Linked DNA regions of Mus musculus: regions 1 and 3 are each linked to region 2. Evidence: chromatin contacts called from public HiChIP or PLAC-seq and promoter capture Hi-C data. All regions are on one chromosome and are shown on one strand. The core of a region is the stretch at or near the end of the contact, and the rest is flanking DNA. Distances in the headings are between cores, read along the strand shown.

The links. Promoter capture Hi-C pulls out the DNA fragments that hold promoters and counts their contacts. HiChIP or PLAC-seq counts read pairs in DNA pulled down with a chosen protein or histone mark.
Region 1: a promoter capture Hi-C map of neutrophils shows a contact between it and region 2, with 4 times the contacts expected there. The contact joins the enhancer-like site here to the promoter of Cyba in region 2. A contact is called at or near these places in 2 of 39 promoter capture datasets (embryonic stem cells and neutrophils) and 3 of 115 datasets of contacts at active chromatin or transcription factors (astrocytes, effector CD8 T cells and neural tube).
Region 3: a contact with region 2 is called in an H3K27ac HiChIP or PLAC-seq map of bone marrow-derived dendritic cells, with 2.7 times the contacts expected there. The contact joins the enhancer-like site here to the promoter of Cyba in region 2. A contact is called at or near these places in 2 of 39 promoter capture datasets (both in embryonic stem cells) and 4 of 115 datasets of contacts at active chromatin or transcription factors (bone marrow-derived dendritic cells, embryonic stem cells, pancreatic cancer cells and 1 more).

Annotation. Positions count from the first base shown.
Region 1 is chr8:123,018,616-123,022,641 of GRCm38.p6, reverse strand. The region is part of intron 1 of Ankrd11 (ankyrin repeat domain 11); the gene reads left to right. Among named protein-coding and RNA genes, the nearest start is that of Ankrd11, 22 kb to the left of the region's middle. Within about 2 kb of position 1,586, at least 115 of the 459 cell types and tissues checked have an H3K27ac peak or open chromatin away from gene starts, as enhancers often do. A contact at or near this core is called in embryonic stem cells and neutrophils, where this site is marked.
Region 2 is chr8:122,431,687-122,435,454 of GRCm38.p6, reverse strand. Cyba (cytochrome b-245, alpha polypeptide) reads left to right here and starts at 2,515. Exons shown (of 6, transcript NM_007806.3): 1 at 2,515-2,645. The coding sequence starts at 2,588. Mvd (mevalonate (diphospho) decarboxylase) reads left to right here. Exons shown (of 10, transcript NM_138656.2): 9 at 543-651; 10 at 1,280-1,859. The coding sequence ends at 1,360.
Region 3 is chr8:121,858,785-121,862,602 of GRCm38.p6, reverse strand. Gm26812 (a long non-coding RNA gene) reads right to left here. Exons shown (of 4, transcript XR_879277.2): 2 at 2,386-2,507. Among named protein-coding and RNA genes, the nearest start is that of Gm26812, 8.8 kb to the right of the region's middle. Within about 2 kb of position 1,447, at least 62 of the 459 cell types and tissues checked have an H3K27ac peak or open chromatin away from gene starts, as enhancers often do. A contact at or near this core is called in bone marrow-derived dendritic cells, where this site is marked.

The DNA of each region.
Region 1 (4,026 bases), core at 337-2,836, 590 kb before region 2:
TATTTTGCACACAGTCTGGACATTCTGGAACATTCACAGCCACCCTTAAGGCACACGGTGACTTGTTGGGTCATGTACACTCCACTCAAACACAGGTTTCTCACCCCCCCGCCATCTTTTCCCACTTCTGGTTTTCATAGTCAATATTTTTATTAGTAATTACTAAATTACAGAGTATGCAGACGGATTTTTTTTTTCTGTGCATACAAACACACACAGAGTTGTAGATATACAGTAATTGCTTTTTAAAAACCTGTCTTGGAGCCTGGTGGTGGTGGGACACTCCTTTAATCCCAGCACTGGGGAGGCAGAGGCAGGTGGATTTCTGAGTTCGAGGCCAGCCTGGTCTACAGAGTGAGTTCCAGGACAGGCAGGGCTACACAGAGAAACCCTGTCTCAAAACAAAACCCCCCCCAAAAAAAAAAAAAGAATGCACTGGCTCGCCGGGCAGTTTTATATTTTTATTTTTTTAAATGATGTGTGTTTATGATTATTTGATATATGTGTGTAGATATCCCCAGAAGCTAGAAAATGACAGAACCCCTGGAACTAGATCTTCAAATCCAGCTTAAAAGACTCTATGTATCTCCTGTGTGTTCTGCTTTTCTTGAATTCATTGTGGGTCAGATGTTTGAAATCCACGACTACCTGGTAACCTGAAAGTGAAAGGTTTTGCAAGGCTGGGGATTGCGTTTTACTTGGATTTGATAGCACTTCTGTCTCTGCCTAAAAAGTGCTGATGAGTTCCTGATATTCATGTGTATCAAGGGAATGGGTTTGCCTCTGTGTAGAACAGTGCCTGAAAAGGCAGAAGGGAACATGAAATAAAGCATTGCATAAGTGTGCATAGGATCCTTGAGTTCAGTCAGCTTTACTACCAGTAAATGCACTTAGACTCAAGATCAGAAGTGGGTCTGGATGCAAGGGAAAAGTGGTTCTTGGATAGTCCAAATGGATGGGAGAGAAGAGCAGCTTTGTGTTTTGGTGGTACTGGCTGTGGCCTGGGCTCTGGTGGGTGGCTGGTCATATAGGCAGTGGTACATAGAGCCTCTTTACTTAGGAACCAAACCACTGTTGCTCCAGTGAAAAGACCTTTTATGGAGACTTATCCCTAAAGGCTTTGTGTGTGTGCTTTTGTAACTACTGGGCTGGGGAGCCACGCCTAGCTGAGTCAGGACAGTGTTGCAACTTGCCTGCCCCAACTGGTTAGAGGCAGGTGTGCTGGTTGGATTTGCCTCTCCTGATGTGCCAGGTTTTGGTTTGTATTTTTTTCCTGTTGGCTTGTGAATTACATTGTTACACAGCAATCACTTTTCTGTTCTATAAATAGTCTAGAACCAGAGGATAGTAAGAAATACTAACATTCTTGTAGTAAGAGCTGTGATTCTGCCTGTGTGAGGAAGAGTGACCATCCTGCTTGTGGATTATTAAGGCTATGGCATAGAGTGTTTGGGTTTGATTTGTGTTGTACAGTTTTTTTATTGACAGAAGAAGAGAATATGAATGCATGAATATGGGTGTGCATGAGTATGGGTGTGCATATGCCACAGCTCGTGTGTGGAGGTCAGAGGACAACTGGGGAGAGTGAGCTCTCTCCTTTCACAATGTGTGCTCTGGGAGTTGACATCAAGGTACAAATGTCCTTGCTGAGCCATCTTGCCAGCCTCTTTGTACATGTGTTTGTGTGATTAGTTGAAGTACTGAGTTGGAGTTCTTTTTTCTTTTCCTTTGCTCTTGAAACAGGGCTTTATGTAACTGGCTGTCCGGGGACTCACTGTGTAGACCAGGCTGGCCTCAAACTCATGGATTCACCCACCTACCTCTCTCTGATTCTCCAGTGATTGGATTAATTAAAACCCATGGTGGGACACTATGCCCGGCTTTAAAAACAGCAACAGCAGCAACAACAACAAGAACAACAAGAACAAACCAACTCCTAGTCTTGTGTAACTCGCGCCCTCAGTCTTTATTCTGTGGAACTGGCATTGGAGCACTGGTCCTCCCGCCTCCGCTTCCCAGGCATTGGGGTGATGCTGTGTGCTGCCACGCCTGGCTTCGAGATTTTTTTTCTAGATAGAAATGTTTATTGCTCATAAGTAATTTTCATATTCCTGATGTGAATAATGATTTACTTTAGAATTGAAGGTAAAATCAGTTCCATGTGGGTGGTGAATAAAAAATTAGCATTAATGTTATAGATACGGTCTACTTGGTTCCTTGTCAAAATTCCTTGCCTGACTTCAATATTTCATTGTAATAGAGAACAATATATAAAGCTGGGAGTTTTATGTTTTCTTCCTGGTTGCTATAGAAACAGCTGAGGTGTTAGTGACTGCTGATGCAGTGCTGGGTTGTGGGCCTTTCCACTTCCCACTTCCCTGGAGGGAGGGAGGGAACATCTCACCTGACGGTCACAAGAACATCAGAACCTGCTCCATTAGAGAGAAGTCACATTCTCTCCTTATCTAGGTGCTGTTTGTCAGCTTTGTCCTCCAGTGGAGTGCTCATGGCTTTCTTCTTACCTGGGAGTTAGTTTGTATGTCTAGCTCCAGTGGCTATTCAAGAATGTTGTAGGTTTTTTCTCTTCTGTAAGATAATCCTGCAGAGAAAGCAATCAGGAGAGTCTATTGAAAAATGACTTCATGAATAACATGTAAAATTAGTCCCCAGTTGTGAAGTTTCCCAATAAGCCATTTGCCCCCCTGTACTACCCAGGTGTACTATTCAGTGTCTATTCAAGAAAGGAGAGAGAAAATTAGTAAGGGTTGAGTTCATCTGCATGAATTCTTGTTTAAAGGCTAACTTTAATATTGTTTTTTAGAAATCCTCATGGATGCTCATTCAAAGGTTTATTTATTTATTTTCTAATTTATTTTTATTTTATGGTCATTGGTGTTTTGCCTGCATATATGTCTGTGTCAGATAGCCCTGGAACTGGAATTACAAACAGTTCTGTGTTGTCCTGTGGGTGCTGGGAATTGAACCCGGTTCCTCTGGAAGAGCAGTCAGTGCTCCTAACAACTGAGACATCCCTACAGTGCTCTGATTGACTTGTTTTTGAGACAGGGTTTCTCTGTGTAGCCCTGGCTGTCTTGGAACTCACTCTGTAGTCCAGGCTGGCCTCGAACTCAGAAATCCGCCTGCCTCTGCCTCCCAAGTGCTGCAATTAAAGGTGTGATCCACCACTGCTGGGCTTTTACTTTATTATTATTACTGTGTATGGTGTGTATATAAGTGTGTGTGTGTGTGTGTGTGTATGTGTATGGTGTGTATATAAGTGTGTGTATGTATGTGTGTGTGTGTGTGTGTGTGTGTGTACACACATGTGGAGGTCAGAAGACAAATTTGGGCAATCAGTTCTTCCATCTTGAGTTTGAACTCTGGTGGTCAAACACCTTTAACCTGCTCAGCCATATTACTGCACTTTAAATTTTAAGAGTTTTTTTGAATTTCTGTTGATGAATTTTGGGCCATTATGTATGTTTTGGAAGTTAAAGCTGGTGACGTATTTTAATTTGTAAATCTGCACTGTGTTAAACTTATTAAAAGAACAACTCTTGGACTATAGTAATTGTTTGAAACTCTGGGGTAGTTTATAGTGACATTTGGTAGGATGAGCAGTAGGTCATGAAAGCACAAACTGTGCTCTCAGGTTCTGCCCTTGGACCAGTGCCTGCATGGCTGGTGCCCCTTTGGCCATCTATGCTAATGTAGTTTGTGTATGGAAGGTGGCAGGAGGATATGTTGCGTGGGGGTCTGTTTGTTTTTAGCTGCTGTGTGATGAATTACAAATGCGGTTGTTTGAAAGAGCACACAGCTGTGTGGGTTGAGAGGCTGAGTGCACCTCATTCTTTCAGGCACTTGGCCCAGGTCTGGCAGGTCACACCAGAGGCTTTCATGAGAGGCTGCACTGAAGCTCCCTCAGGTTGCTGGCAAATTCATCTCCTGGTTGTAGGACTGAAGTTCCTGTTTTCTTACTGGCTGTCCCTGTGGGCATCTCTTTTGACTCTTTTTCAGCCTTTCAGT
Region 2 (3,768 bases), core at 1,266-3,765:
AGGAAATCAATGCATGAGGCACTCTGATGAGCAGGTTCGGTACCTCATAAATTTGAAGTGGGGGATTTAAGCAAAGCCCCAGTTTCTTCCATACCGAACAAGTCTGAACCTGTGAGTATGTGGTTTCTTTTTTTTTTTTCTTTTTTTGGTTTTTCGAGACAGGGTTTTCTCTGTATAGACCTGGCTGTCCTGGAACTCACTCTGTAGACCAGGCTGGCCTCGAACTCAGAAATCCACCTGCCTCTGCCTCCTGAGTGCTGGGATTAAAGGCGTGTGCCACCACGCCCAGCTGAGTGTGTGGTTTCTTGTCTCTTCCTGGCATGGGTCTATCTTCTGAGACTGGTCTGAATGTGAATGTGTGGGCCACTTCTCCATCTTCTCATGATCCCTAAAAAAACAAAAAAAAAACCCTCCCTCCTAGTAGACCCCTGCGCTCCTCACCCGCGCCATCCCTAGCCCACCCAGACCACCGTATCTGAGGAGCTGCTCTTCTGGGCTTTCCGTGCACAACTTCATGAACACGCTTCTGCCTTCTTCCCCAGGTTCCTAAAGGGGCTGCAGGTGGCACCTGTTCTTCTCTCTGATGAGCTGAAGGCCGCGCTGGCGGTGGAGCCCAGCCCTGGTGGGGTCCAGTACATCATTGCCACTCAGGTGAGGCCAGTACACACGGCAGGCACCCCCTTACCTGCCGGAGGGAGGGAGGATCCAAGCCTCCCCCACTGTGTCTCAGGGCGGAGGCAGAAGCCCACATCAGCCACGGCACGGAAGTAGCCACATGGCGTTCTTAGGCTCAGAGTCATTGGACACTGTCTGGTTTACTCATTTCCCCTCAGTGGTCATTTAGGGACAACTCGTAGAGGAGAGCGGGGGCGGGATGTGAGGGTTATGTACTCTGGACAGAAAGATGATAAAAAGCAGTCACTTGCCAGGAGAGGTAGATGTTGGGGTCCCTGGGAATCTGCTCTCAGGATGTAACCCACCACAAGCACGCCAGCATCCCCGCGTCTCCTGATCCTGCTCAAAGAGGCTTGCTCTGGGTCCCTCCTTTCACACGAGATGAGGGTCACTAAGATCCCCACAATCTAGCCCGGAATGGAACCCCAGGCAGCTTGAGAGGCTCATCCTGCGCAAGCTGGTGTGGACTTACCACGAAGGGACCCACCCGTGTCTCACCACCCCCCCCAATCTAATCCTGCCTTAGAGTCTCTGACCTGTAAAGTCTCCGGAGCAGCGGCTACTGCCGCACCCCATGACTGGACACTGATTTTTCTCCCCCCAGGTCGGACCAGGACCTCAAGTCCTAGACGACACTCATGATCATCTGCTAGGCCAGGATGGACTGCCACAACGGGACCTTTGACCTCTTCCACGTCCAGTGCCATTTGGAGAAAGGGGTTGCCCACTGGAACTCGGGAGCTGGCCTGCTGGTCAGCCTCTCCTGAAGGGCTGCTTGATGATCGATTATACTGGGGGATGTCGAGTGTGATGGGCAGCCATCTAGGCGATCACGGGAACCCCTCTCAAGTGCCTCCGGTTCCCCGCTGGTTTCTGAAGGGCTAGCTGACCCACTCGATGGACCTTCCAGCACTCCAGACAGCTGCTCATCAGGGATGGGGAGTCGGTGCCTCCCCCCTCCCCCAAGATGCTCTGAGGGCCTCAGTAACCATCTAAGCGTGATGGCTCAGACAGCGGTGCCTCTCTGCTGAGACTCAGGCCACAGTTTCTTTATAAAGCCTCCTGGTGAGGGTAGGGGCTGTCGAGCCCACAGGTAGGGTCCATTGTGTGTGTGGGTGCCTCATGAGGGTGCAGTCAGTGGACCTGAGGACCACAGGAATAAAGTGTGCTGTTCCTGCCTGCCCGTGTGGGCTGTGCTTTCTTCTTTCTTCCTAAACCAGCGCTTTAGGGTCTCTGGTCTACTGATCTGCTGGGTCCTACCCGCCATTGAGTTCAGTCTTGTTTCCCTATGTAGTGGAGAGGTGGGGGCTGAAGTGGGTCCTGCCAGGAACACTTCCCACTGCCCACAAGCCAGCCCCGTGAGAGTCTCCTGCCACCTTGTGACCACCCTAAGTCATACCCCAGCATACATGCAACAGCTGCTGGAGCTGGTCTAGGCCAGAGGAAAGAGACAACAGAACAACGGTGTTCCGGTGTTCTGTCCCCTGCTTTCTGGGTTTTCCCAGCCTTGCACACTATGGTCCCCTACCCCCACCCCGTAGTCACGTGACCCAGGACACACACCTGCCCCAGCTCACAGTGGGTCGGAAGTAACCTCATCTCCTTTTAGGGAGCAGCCTTTATCTGATAACTAGAGGAGCAGGTGGATGAAGTGACTTACGCCTCTGGCCCTGGGGGGGTACGGTCACAAGTCACAAGCAGTCACAAGTGGCCCTGGTACTTTCCAGCTGGAGAGAGAGGTCGATGGGGAGACTGTCCCACCCACCAAGGCTCAAAGGGAAGGTGCAGAGGAGGCCTCTGGGGCACAGCCCGACAGGGCGGGGCCTGAGCAGGGGGCGGGCCGATCAGTGAGGACTTGCGAAGTGGGCTGCAGAGTTGGACCGGGCTGCTGCGTGTGCGCAGGGTCCTCGTCATGGGGCAGATCGAGTGGGCCATGTGGGCCAACGAACAGGCGCTGGCGTCTGGCCTGAGTGAGTGAGGTGGGCTGCGGGTGGAGGGGTTGCTCAGGACCCGTGGGGCACCGCGGGGGAAGCAGGGCTCGGGCTGGTTCTGCGGACCTCAAAGCGCGGATCCTCGGAGAGACCTACCGGGGCCTCCGGGCACAGGACGGGCGGTGGCCGCTGCAGGCCGTGCTCGGCCGCCTGTTCTAGAGGCGACCCCGCCCTGCACCCTGTTGGGTCCGCGCTGGGACCTCAGAGGAGGAAGTTGCTTACAGCTGGGGAAGAGACATTCACTCGGTGGTTTCCCGCCTGGTTAGGAAAACCCCCGGAAGACCCTCTTCTGCGCACAGCCCACTTGGCCAGGAGTTGGGACTCTGGCCTTGAGGTCACTCGGGCTCCGGCTTCTCCCCGAGGGGCCTGGGATAGGAGCTAAGCTCATCCTAGAGGAGCAATCGGCTCCATCCCACAAGCGAAGTGTGCGCAGAAACTATTTCACAAGAGTCTGGACACCCCTCAGAGTGATCTTAGCCCTGATGGCCTGCCGAGTTAAGATGCAGGACACTAGTCTTTAGTCAGGTTGACACTGGCCGTGGCTTGAACAGTTCAGCTTGTCTGGGAGGTTTGCCAAGGGGCAGTGGGACCCCTGGGCTTCACTGTACCAGGAAAGGAACCTAATAGACCAGACCATGAGCAGCAGGCCTGAGACTAGAAACTGCAGACATGCCTCAAAGCCGAAGGGAGCCAGAAAAGACCTGCCAGGGCAGGGAGGATGGCCCAGACCCCCCTCCACTCACCCGGGAATAGCGCATCGAAGAGGTGATAGAGAAATCTCCCCCAGCCCACGCTGGAAGCTCCCGTGGAAGGCCTTGCAACCCCAACCTTTTGAAAATGGCGCCCCTCCCCCACCTGCAGTCTCCCTTCTTACCCTTCCCAGCCTCCTGCCAGTAGTGGTTTGTCCTGTGACCACTATGGACGGTTTCAAAAGTTACCTCCAGGAAGTGGGGGTGCCAGACACACCTAAGGGTGGGAAGACCTGGCGAGCGCTGTCCATGCAGTGTCTCCTGTCCTCGTGTGTGCTAAGGTCTCTATGTACTGCCTCAGCTAATTGTTCAGGGTGTTCAGGCTGACACAAGTCTCCTGTGCTGAGGAGTCA
Region 3 (3,818 bases), core at 198-2,697, 570 kb after region 2:
GACCTTGAAGGAGCAGAAACCAGGTACACTCCAGCCGGTGGTCACAGAGGACTGTTTCTGTTTGTCTACCACCCAAAAGTCCCCAGGCAAACCCAGGCCACAGAAGCCTCGGGTCGGATGCACAGGGCTGGAGAAGAAGCCTTTGGGTAGGAGAAAGACAGGGCTGGGTAACAAGTGGCCTCCAGCAAAGACAGGCACAAGCAAGAAAGGCTAGGGACAGTACTCTCTTCTGATCAGCGCGTGTGTGCTAATGCCTGGCTTTGTACATCAAGAGCTGGCTAGGGCCAAGGCTCAGATAAGCCATGAGAACAGCTTGTGCCCAGGGTTGAGAAGCTCAGCTCTGGGAGCTGCCAAGACACCCGCCCCTCCCTGCCCTGCCCCGCCCCTCCTCTCTCTGCTCTTCTGGTATGGGCCTGCCCCCCCCCCCCGTCAGAGCATCTCTCTTTCTCCCTTCCACAGTCCAATGAGCTGATGAAAGGTGGAGACAAGAGGACGCACACACCTAACATGTTCCCTTCCTCCTTCTCCAGCAGGCAGGTCTGCTCCATACAGCAGCACAGGCTGTACACTGGGCAGACACCTGGCACCTGCCTCTGTGTCTGTATACCCAGGCCTGGGCCCCATTAACCCCAAGGATGGGGCGTCTGCGTCTTTACACAGAGAAGGTGCCCAGCAGCCACGCCTCCTGTGGGGCAGCACCCTTTAATAATGTGTGCCCCAGGAGGAAGCCTGTCAGAACGAATTAGCTTCAAACTTAACAGCTTAGAAAACTGGAAGGGGGCTGGTGAGATGGCTCAGTGGGTAAGAGCACCCGACTGCTCTTCCGAAGGTCCGGAGTTCAAATCCCAGCAACCACATGGTGGCTCACAACCATCTGTAACAAGATCTGACTCCCTCTTCTGGAGTGTCTGAAGACAGCTACAGTGTACTTACATATAATAAATAAATAAATAAATAAATAAAGCTAAGCCCTCTCTCTCTCTCTCTTTTAAAAAAAAAAAAAAAAAAAAAAAAAAAAAGAAAACTGGAAGGGCTGCCGTGCCCTGGGGTAGACTAGCTTCCTGTTCCTGCTACCTCAAAGCTTCTCCATTCGCAAGTCTGGGCAGGGAGGGCTGGAACCACAGGCTGGGGAAACTTCATCTCCTTCCCTGAACCCTCTCACAGTGTCTCAGAACTCAGGCACGCGCCCTGCTCCCCTCCCCCTTCAGCCTGTGTTACCAAGCAGGAGCTTATGAGAGTGAATGCCCTGGGAATAGTTACAACGTAACTCACCTTAGGGTCTGAAGCTGTGTCTCGGGCAGCCTTTTCAACTCAGACTTAGCCTCTGTCCTGGAAATCCAACTGAAAGAGCCACATTCATGGGGAAAAGTTGGAAAGGGGGGCGTTTGTTCAGTAGCCACTTTGGGAGAGAGAGGGAGAAGTCCCGGGACTTCCCTCAGATCTGCCTTTGAGCTCCTGACATTAAGACTTAGGCTAAGCCGAGAGGTGGTGGCACACGCCTTTAATCCCAGCACTGGGAGGCAGAGGCAGGGGGATTTCTGAGTTTGAGGCCAACCTGGTCTACAAAGTGAGTTCCAGGACAGCCAGGGCTATACAGAGAAACCCTGTCTCGAAAAAACCAAAAAAAAAAAAAAAAAAAGAAAGAAAAAAGAAAAAAAGACTTAGGCTAAATGGAAGGCGAGAGAGCATAACTAAGCAGTCCTGGTCTGGGTGTGGTCCTGTCCATCACAACCCTCCATAGTAGTCTCAGCTGCACTCTCCTGTAAGGAGGTCTGAAAGTTGCAAGTCTCTTTCCAGAAGAAAAGCGTCCCTACCAGCTGGCCAAGGCTTTATTTAGCCTTTTTCTTCTCTGAGCGTGAGATTCCTGGGGGAATTATAATTCTCTGATTTGGCACAAATTCCCTCCGTCAGAAAACACCTTGTTGACTTTATCCCCTGAGTTTGGAATTCTGGGTTAGCATTTTTTTTTTTTTTTTTTTTAGCATATTGGCAAGTTGTTCTAAGATTTTCTTGCTGATAGCGAGGGTATAACTTGGTCAGTTCCTTCTTGGTTCTATTCCAAATGTCCATCCCCTGATGGGTAGGCAAACACATACAGTTGTAGAGGTTAAATTTTGATTGTTATGGAGGTGGTGGCGCATGCCTTTAATCTCAGCACTCAGGAGGCAGGGGTAGGCAGGTTTCCGAGTTCGTGACCACTCTGGTCTACAGCATGAGTTCCAGGACACAGAGAAATCCTGTCTTGGAAAAACAAACAAACAAACAAACAAACAAACACACCAAGCATAAAAGTTTTAGTTGTCAAAACAAGCTAGAATCATCAGGGAAGAGGCTCAGTGAGGGTTTGGCTTGATTGATCATTGCCATAAGAGAAATCTATCCTACCGTGGGCGGTACCATCCCCTAAGTCCGGGGTCCTGCACGGGCAGCCATGTTCACTCTCTCTCTGTTCTTGACTGTGGATATGACCAGCTGCTCCCAATCCTCTCTGGACTTCTCCACGGTGCCTGGATCAAAATAAACATTTTCTTAAAGTTGCTGAGGTGTTTTATCCCAGCAGCAGGAACAAACCTAGGCCTGCGGTGCATCCATCTGACAGAGTATCACTCAACCACGAAGCACTGCCACATGTTACAATGTAGAGGAACCTGGAAATCCTGCTGCTTGAGAAGAGAAGCCAGACACAAAGGACCATGTGTCATGAGCCAGGGACACGAGATGTCCTGCTAGGGAAACCCACAGAGGTGGAGACAGATGTGCCTGGCAACCAGAGCTGTCACGGGGGAGCCCGGAAGTGGTGGTTCTGGGGTTCATTGAGTGTGCTGACGATCCTTTGTCATTAACGGGGACACCCCTGATCACAGTTGGACTGGTGAGTCTGTGGCAGGTGAGTGTGTCTCACAAGCTCTCGTCATTGGTGCTGTGGCCCTGGGCTCTGCTCTTCTTGACACCTGGCTCTGTCTTGTTATACAGTTGGGGTCTATGGAAAGTATCTGACTTTGGGACCCAAAGAGTTTTTTTTTTTTCCATTTCCTCCTCCTTCCCCTCCTCCTCCTCTTCTTCTTTCTCTTCTCTTCCTTCTCTTCCTCTTCCCCCTCCTTTTTCTCTCCCCCTCCTCTTCTTCCTTCCCCTTCTTCTTTCTCTTCCTCCTCCCTATCCCCCTCCCCTTCTCCTCCCCTTGCCCCCCCTCCTCTTCCTCCCCATTCTTTATGTGCATGGGGGATTTGTCTGCATATATGCCTGTGCATCATGCGTTCGCCGGGCACTAAGGGCATTGGATTCCCCTAGTGCTAGAGTTACAGATGGTTGTGAGCTTCCTGTGGGCGCTGGGAATTAACACTGGGTCCTGTGGAAGAGCAGCCAGTTCTCTTAACTGTGAGCCATCTCTCCAGCCCAATTTTCTGATTAGTGACATGTAAGAACAGAAAGGTCCCCGGGGTAGTTAGAGCACAGAGGTGCAGACCAGGGGGGGCCATATGTAAGGGAGGACAGAGGGAGAGAGCCGCCATGTCCCCCAGCCCATGCTGAGCCTGCCACCACCTCCCATCCTCCCTGGAATTTCTTTTCCATTGCTACTTCTGGTTCATGAAGGAGGTTAAGATTTTGATTCCCTCTTGGCCCTGCTCTGCCACCTGCTGAGAGCAGCCACGGTCCCCATGCACTGTGTGATGCTCAGTGTACAGTGACGTAGGACGTGTCAGTACTCCTTGACCATCTGGGCGTTTCCCTCCTAGGCACTCCTGTGGCTCCCCTTCCTACCTAGCCAGCTCAGCTGGACCCCAGCAATGGCTTCCCACCACCCATGATCTTTCCTTTTG